Linked DNA regions of Gossypium arboreum: region 2 is linked to region 1. Evidence: chromatin contacts called from public Hi-C data. All regions are on one chromosome and are shown on one strand. The core of a region is the stretch at or near the end of the contact, and the rest is flanking DNA. Distances in the headings are between cores, read along the strand shown.

Region 1 (4,272 bases), core at 880-3,379:
ATTTAATCGAGTTATTGAGTCTTATTTTATTATCCTAACTCAATTTAAAGTTTTTTTTAATCGAGTTGAGTGAAATGAAATTTGATTCGAGTTGAATCGAATCGAGTGAAATTAAAAAAATTAAATATATTAAATTAAAATCTTGTTACAGTAACTAATTTCATGTTAAAGTATATATATTTGAAAAAATTTCAAAAAAATAATATACTTTAGTATGATAAAATTGAATCATTAATTAACTTTATTTAGGTTCTAAAATTATTGTTTTAGAAAATTTTAAAAGTTTTAACTTTCTTCAGTATATTCTTTAGATTTTTTTAAACATTTTTATAATTTTAAAAAATATATAAATTTTAAATTTATTTTGATTTTCTTTTGTAATTTTTGTTAAGAGAAATCAATTTGCTCATTTTCAAAACTGATAAGGAGTAAAGGGATATTTATATCAATCTATTATTTGAATTATTTGAGTTATTCAAATTATAAAATTCAATTCGACTTGAACTCGAAACTTAAATTACTTACTCGAGTTAACTCGAATAACTTGAATAACTCAATTTATTTAATTAGAAATTAGAATATTTTTCGAATCGAATCGTATTTTATCCACCTTACTCCCTAGCTTTTAAATTCAATAAATTTGTAACTGATAATGCCTCCATGTGTCATCTCCTCCAAGCTAAGCATGCCGCCCATACCCAACAAATCCAACCTATTGCAACCAGTATTCTCAATTTCCCATAACCTTCCATTAATGACATCCACCATCTCTCTGTTGTCACTACTGGGATTTCCTTATGACTTCTCCCATACCAAAATCTGTCTCCACCGCCATGTCGTCACTAGCAGATTCAATAGGTACTCTGACAGTAATCCCTTTTTTTATCATGACCAAACAAGGCCAATCTCCAGTTACCATTTGTTGATGGCTCGTTCTTGGTGAGACTTACTTGTCAAGCATCTGCCATGTCATTGTCCCCTTCATTCCATTGCCTCATCTTCTTGACCAACTTATTCCATTACTGACTTCTCTATTCTTCCATAGAACTGTCTTCACTCTTTTCACAATTCAGAATCCTCTAACAAAGGATCAATGCTATTATAACATTAACCATATGGTGTAATTTAACCTTTAAAATATATTATTTCATTATATAATACTTTCACATACTGTAATAATAGAACATAATATATTAATTATATTGTATATTATCGCTTTATTATTATACTAATTGAAATATGTGATAAGTCACTATACTTTTCATATATTAAAATTAATAATTTTATTATATTATACAATATTATATAATATCATATATAATATACATTAATATTTTATTTATAAGCATTAAGATTGGGTTAGGTAATGAATTGATTTGTCAATTAGATTTTAAATTTCAAAATATTTGAACCAAATTTACATTTAGATATAATATATATTTAAACCCAAAACTAAAACTAATATCAACCAAATCCAAACTAAATTTAAACTTTATTCAAATTCAACTTAAATAAAAATAAATTCATTCCAAATATAAATTAATATAAAGATAATAATAATAATATCAATGAAATTTTAATATTAATAAAATACTAAACATTAATAAATAAAAATTAATACTAAAACCTAAATTCTCAAATAGTTAAAATTAAATTTATTAGTAATATTATTAGTATCGCATAGTATATCATGTTTAATCATTTGTAATAAGTCAGATTATTAAATTAATATGTTATGTTACTGCATATTTTATATTATTATTAAATTTAAAGTTTATATATTTATTATAATCATATAATTTAAAATATTTTATATTCAATTAATACTTTTAAAACTTATGTCACTTTATAATTAACGTAAAAACTTATTATTAATTATTTTTGTTATTAATAAAATTGTAATATAAATATGTAATTGTTATAAACACATTTTCATAAAATAAATAATTATATGATTTTGTGAGCTCTAAAGATAAATAAAATAAGACAAAAAGAGTATAAAATTTTGATTAATATCATAATTAAAAACCTAATTCATACAAGTTTTTCAGCTGTGTATACCGAAGGTAAAATGCCCATTTTGAAGGATTTTTCTTAAATAGAGAAAGGCCCAAAAGATAGATTGATGGTGTAGTGGACGTGGGAATCAGATCTGTCATGATTGCAGCCCATGCATTTAAAGTTAGTAGCAAACTAGGGAATCCCAAACCCCAAAACTAAGGGAATATCTGTATATGTAAATAATAGTTTAAAATTAATAATCAAGCAAATAGCCTTTTTCTTTAAAAAAATAAACGAAATTTAATTAAGAATGGTTTTCTTATATATATATAACTAGTTAATTATGTTTGATATTAAATATATTTTAATTAATTATTTTAATTTAAAAATAATAATTGATTGTATTAAGTTTTTGGAAAAACATATTTAATTTTGTATAGTAATTTTAAAATATTTTAAACCTATTTTTTAATTATTAAAATAATATTTAATGTATTATTAATTTTGAAAAATATTTTGGAATTATGTTTTGGGAACAAAACTTATATAAAACAATTTTTAATCTAATTTTGAAAAAATATTAAAAGTGATGATGTAAAATAAAAATATTTTAAATTTATTTTTATAGAAAATATTAATATAAAAATGATTAAATTTTTGTTTTAAAATAATTTAAAAAATAAAAATGTTTTTAATTAGACTGTAAAGTAATTTATCGTGGGTCCTATCTAATTTTTAATTTTAAAATGATAATGTGTGAAAATATTAAAAGACTTAATACATAATTTTGTACTTAAGTTTGACACTTTTTTCTAATGTGATGCTTACATTATTTTTTGGTCCAATGGAATAGTTATATTTGCAAAAGTTATACATTTTGGTAACTGAAGCTAACAAGATATCTTTCTTGTGTTTAATTCAGGTTTTAGAGTTGATTTGATGAAAAATCATAATTAGCTAGTAATATTATCAATTAACTTTTATCAAATCGACCCTAAAATCCGAATTAAAACACTTTCATTGAATTGTATTTGACAAATTAGACAAATTCATAATGCAAAGTTAATGTCGAGTATATCTCATATTTCAGTCAAATTTGAGAGATAATCTTCCAGTTAAACTCTATTTATTTATTTTAGTTGAATTCGATTATTCTAGATTATTTTATTATTATTTGACCTATGAATTTAGCCTATAAATAAACTTTTTTAACCTTAGAAAATACACCTATTAAATATTAGAATTCATAACATTTTGAAGAATTTTGTATTTACGTTTGAAGATTTTTTGTTTTCAGGTTTTGGGGTTTAAGTTTTTATCTCCATTTTTTGTACTATTCGTTTTTTACTATTATAGTAAAATTATCTTTACCCGTAATTTTTTATCCTCTTTGGATGGTTTTTTCATGTTAAATATGTGTGTTCAATTTCTTAATTTCTTCCACTATTTTTTACTTGTTCGTTGCTTAATTGGGTAGATCCCCAACAGTTTATTCTATTAATAAAATCGTGAAAAATTTAAATATAATAATATTAGTAATTAACTTTCATCAAATCAATTCTAAAAGCGAATTAAATATAAAAAGTCAACATTGTTACCTTTGGATACCAAAATATATAATTTTGTCAAATCTAAGTACCACATTGGACAAAAACTAATACAAGTATCACATTAAAAAGTGTTAAACTCTAGTACTAAACCATATATTAAACTTATTAAAATGTAAATAACCTTGATTATAAAAATATGAAGAGTTTAATTATAATTTTTTAAAAAATTAAATAAACTTAATGTGGAAATATTGAAAAAAACCTTAAGCATTAAGATTGAATTAGAAGGAAAAATAAAAAAATATTAAAGGATTAATTATAAAATTTAAAAATATAAATAACCTTAATGTGAAAATGTTTTGAAAATCTTATTATGGATGATTAAAAGAATAAATTAAAATGACATAAACACTGATTAAAAAAGATTAATCCATAATACAAAAGTAAAAAAAAGTCATTAAAATACATAAAAATTCCTAATTATCGCATTAGAAATTTTTAACTCTTACCATATAAACACCATTCATTATATATTATAATTAATTGTGAGTTTTAATTATTATTTTAAATTTATAATTGATGAGATATTAAATAATGAGAGTTGCCGCATGTTAAAATTATAATTAGTCCACCTAAGCTTACTTTTTTATTTGCTTTGCATCCACTTAAATGGTGTAAAAGTTAAAATAGTTTTACATATTTTTATAATTTAAAATAGTTT
Region 2 (4,272 bases), core at 501-3,000, 130 kb after region 1:
CATGTATTTGGAAAGGAGAAACAGCTGGTTGAGCTGTAAGGATGGTAGAATAAGTAAAATCGTTTGGTTTAACACCTTCCTTGTTCATTAAACAAAAAAGTTTAACTGACTCTTGAATTTCACCGTTCTGCAGATGTCCACTGATCATGGCTGTCCAAGATACAACATTTTGAGCTTCATGCATTGTTGAGAACAACTTGAATGCATCGTTGATTTCGCTACACTTACTGTAAGCCACCATAAGTGCAGTTTTGATTTTAGGGTCGAAATTAAAACCATCTTTCAAAACTCGACAATGAAGCTGCCTTGTAAAACCCAATTCCTTACGATTAGCACATAACTTAATAAGAGGAATAAAAGTCATTTGAGTAAACTTAACACCAGCAAGCCTCATATCGTAAAATGTTTCGAGAGCTGCGAAATCAAGCCCATTTGTTACAAAACCAGAAATCATACAATTCCATGTCACAGCATTCTTGGTTGCCATACCATCAAAAACAAGTCTAGCATCTTTACCCATCCCTGACCTCAAATACATACTAATCAAAGAATTGGACACAAAAGTTACTGTCTTGAAACCCAACTTTACAATCAAACAATGAACTTGAACACCCTTCTCTACCATCCCTTCAGACGCCAAAGCTCCAAGAACAGCCGCAAAGGTATATGGATTGGGTTTTATCCCTTCCATTTGCATTGTCAGAAACAATTCTAAAACTTCCTCATTCATTCCATTCTGTGCATAGCCTCCAAGCAATGAAGTCCAAGAAACCACATTTCTTTCCCCCATATGATCAAAAACTCTCCTACCATCTTCCACATTCTCTGTTTTCATATACATATCTAAAAGAGAAGTCCCTACACTGACATCCTCAAGTAACCCAAGTTTCAAGCATTGGCAATGAACTTGTCTTCCAGCTATGACATTAAACAAACATCCACAGACCTTCAAAACACAGGATAAGGTCGATCCATCGACTGGTAAACCAAAACTATGAATACCCAAAAAGAGATTTAGAGCTTCCTTGTTGTTGTTATTGCGAGAGTAGTCAAAAAGCAAACCGTTGCATTGGGCAAGGTCTGGTTGAGGACTTTTTTCAAACAGGTGAGGAGTGTGCCGTAAAGAAGCAGATTCAACACAAAGCTTTGGAGGTTGAGGGATCGACGCATTGGTTTGGAAAACGGAGAGAAATTTGTGGAATGGGTTGTTGAGAGTTTTGAGGAGTTGTTTTGCTTGATTTCTCGTAAGAGAGAGGCTTGACGTCATGCTAACCGAGGTTTTAATTCAAAATTGTTAAAAACCATACTACTATACTATACTGCACATATAGAGCAAATTAGACCCTAACGCCAAAATCAAAAGACTAAAAGTGAGGTTTGAATGGTAGAATTCATGGAAGGGCATTGGAGTTTCCAATGTTTAATACAGAAGGAAAAAAGGCAAAGAGTGTCATCAACCTATTTCTTTTTAATATTTATGTTGTCTTTAATGTTGATACCTATGTTCGTTCTCTATTCAGAATTTATAGTCAAGCACTTGTTGATTAATGAGATTGTTTATAGTTTAGATACACTAACATATCATATTGTCCACTTGTCGTAACTTCAAAATTATATGCTTGAAAAAAAGGGATGAAAACGTAAATCTTCGTTCGGTTACTTAGTGTGACATAGATATAAAATAAATAATAATTAGTACAAATTTAAATTTAAAACTAAAATGATAAGTAAAAATTCTTATAAAAAAATAATTTCTCTTTAAAATAAGCAAAAGAAAAAAAGTCATTATGTTTTTCCATAACAAGTCATGGGTGGCTAAAATATACTAAATGAAATTAGTGTACGTCAGCGTCTTAGCTTTAGGATAAAGCACTGATTAAATTTTTTTATACAATATCTGGGTTTTAATTAAATTCGATATTAAATTAGATCAAACTCTTAAATGAGAAGTAAAATTCTCTTTAAGGTTATTTAATTCTTCCACAATATTCTAATTCAAAACCTTATAAGAGACATCAAACTTCTTATCAATCAAGTCAACAATTACGTCTAATATATATATATATATATATATATATATATATATATATATATGAAAACACAAGTTTAAAAAATTGTTGAACTGATGAGAATACCTTTACTTTCCATTATATTATTAAATTTACGTTTAAAATAAAAATGTTGAAATAAAATAGAAGGTGTGATAATTATACATTTAAAATAATTATAATTTAATTGAAGTTGTGAAAGTTATTACATATTTAAAAATATTATAATTTAATTTATAATTATTAGTTAAAAATGTTGTATTAAATTTAAAATAGATCTCTAAGCATAAAATATTAAAAGTTTTATTATAATTATAATTATAATTATAATTATTAGTTAAAGATTTTTATGTAAAAAAGTTATGCTAATGTTATTGATGTAAATTGTAAAATAGAATTATTACTTAAATAAAATTCTAAACATATTAATTATCACTTAATAACATATTAGAATTAACTAGGTTAATCAACTATTATTTTGAATAATGTTATTTTACAATAATTACACAAAGTAAAACTATAATATAGGTTGAATATGTTAAAAATGCTTTAATTAAGATTTGAAAATTTTCTATTATAATATTTGAATTGATAAGTTAATATATTTTAAATATATTCAATAATTTAAATAAGAAATATTTTTACATTAATTACTACAATTAAAATATAATATTTAAAAATAAATTAAATATTAAAGCATAAAATCACATGTAATGCATGTGTCATTAGAAGCTAGTATATATAAAACATGAGTTTAAAAAACTTTTGAATCCACGAGAATACCCTTTATTTTCTACCATATTACTAAATTGAAATTTAAAATATTTATAATTTAATTTAGAATAATTAGTTATAACTCTATTAAAAATTAGTTGTGATAATTTATTGACCCTAAAATAAAGTTATAACTTGAATAAAAGCCTAATCTTAGTCATTATCAATAAGTCAAAATAACTGATAATTAAGGTTAAAATATTATTTTTAAAAATTCTAAATTATTTTTATTTTTATAATTAACTTATTTTTATTTTCATATTTATTAACATAACAAAATAAAGTTATAACTTGAATAGAAGTCTAAGTATATAAATAGAGATTGATTTTATATCAATGTTAGAGTTATATATCAATTAAAATTTAAGTTTAGATATATAAATAGCATTATTTGTAAATAGCATCTAAGAGAATGGAAATTGATATCATTATTAAGTTAAAAATATCTCAAAAAGAAATATTAGAATAACAATGACATCGAAGAGATATATAATATCATTTTAATTGATGATGACATTATATAATACATGAAGTTGTAAACGAATGAGAGGGAATTTTAAAAAGTAAAAAGATTTGTCATATAAGATTTCAATATTTAATTTTAATCATCATTATTACATGTTTTTATTGTTTTGATGTAAATATCTTTCATACTTATTATGAATAATTATTATAATTGATGCATGTTTGATGAGTGTTCAATTGAACCATTTGAGACATAAATTCTAACAAATTCAATTAATGACTCTAATTAACCCTTTAAAAAATAATTCTTGACAAATTGAAAGATGAAAAATGAAAGAAAACAAAAATAAGATGGATGATGAAAAGATTGTCCCTTTGAAGAATAAAGTTTCAATAAAAACAACAAATGATGATGGAAAACTAATGTTCTATGGAACCCTTTGAAGAATGATCTTCAACAAATTTTACGAATGGCTTTAACCAACCCCCTAAGGTTAAACCCTAGTAAATTGGAGGATGACGAGTTCTCTCACTACTTCAAAACCAACAAGAAAACCTACTTTAGAAAAATAAACGAAAAGAGAAATGTCACAAAGAGAATAAAACAAAAAGAGAAAACTCATAAAGAGAAATCTAACAAAGTGGAATAACTCAAAGAGTTGAAATTTGTTAATTAAGATCTATCTCTAATGAATAATGAAGATATCTTTATATATGTTAGCTAATTACATTAAGATAAAACTCAAAGTAATCTAAAGAAGAAGTAGTTTTAGTAGAACTAAACTTTCTTGTTCACTAATAAACATAAAACCCTAAACAACTTTACATACTTAAAAATATCTTATAAAATAATAAAATAATAAAACCTAATATATACAATATTGGACTCATATATAATAAAAATAAGCCTAAAATTGAACCCAATATAATTTAAACTCAAATTCAAGTCCAAAACTCGTAATTTCTCGTAATAATCCTGTCCAAA

What was found. Hi-C and Micro-C count contacts between places; a contact is called where the count stands out from the background.
Region 2: a contact with region 1 is called in a Hi-C map of leaf, with 2.0 times the contacts expected there. The contact joins the promoter of LOC108480885 here to the enhancer-like site in region 1. A contact is called at or near these places in 2 of 5 Hi-C or Micro-C datasets (both in leaf).

The regions. Positions count from the first base shown.
Region 1 is chr7:85,076,637-85,080,908 of ASM2569848v2, forward strand. No RefSeq gene overlaps it. Among protein-coding and RNA genes, the nearest start is that of LOC128295603, 34 kb to the left of the region's middle. Within about 2 kb of position 2,130, at least 1 of the 2 cell types and tissues checked has an H3K27ac peak or open chromatin away from gene starts, as enhancers often do. A contact at or near this core is called in leaf, where this site is marked.
Region 2 is chr7:85,203,383-85,207,654 of ASM2569848v2, forward strand. It overlaps LOC108480885 (pentatricopeptide repeat-containing protein At2g27610), which reads right to left and starts at 1,751. Exons shown (of 2, transcript XM_053030505.1): 1 at 1-1,751. The coding sequence starts at 1,267.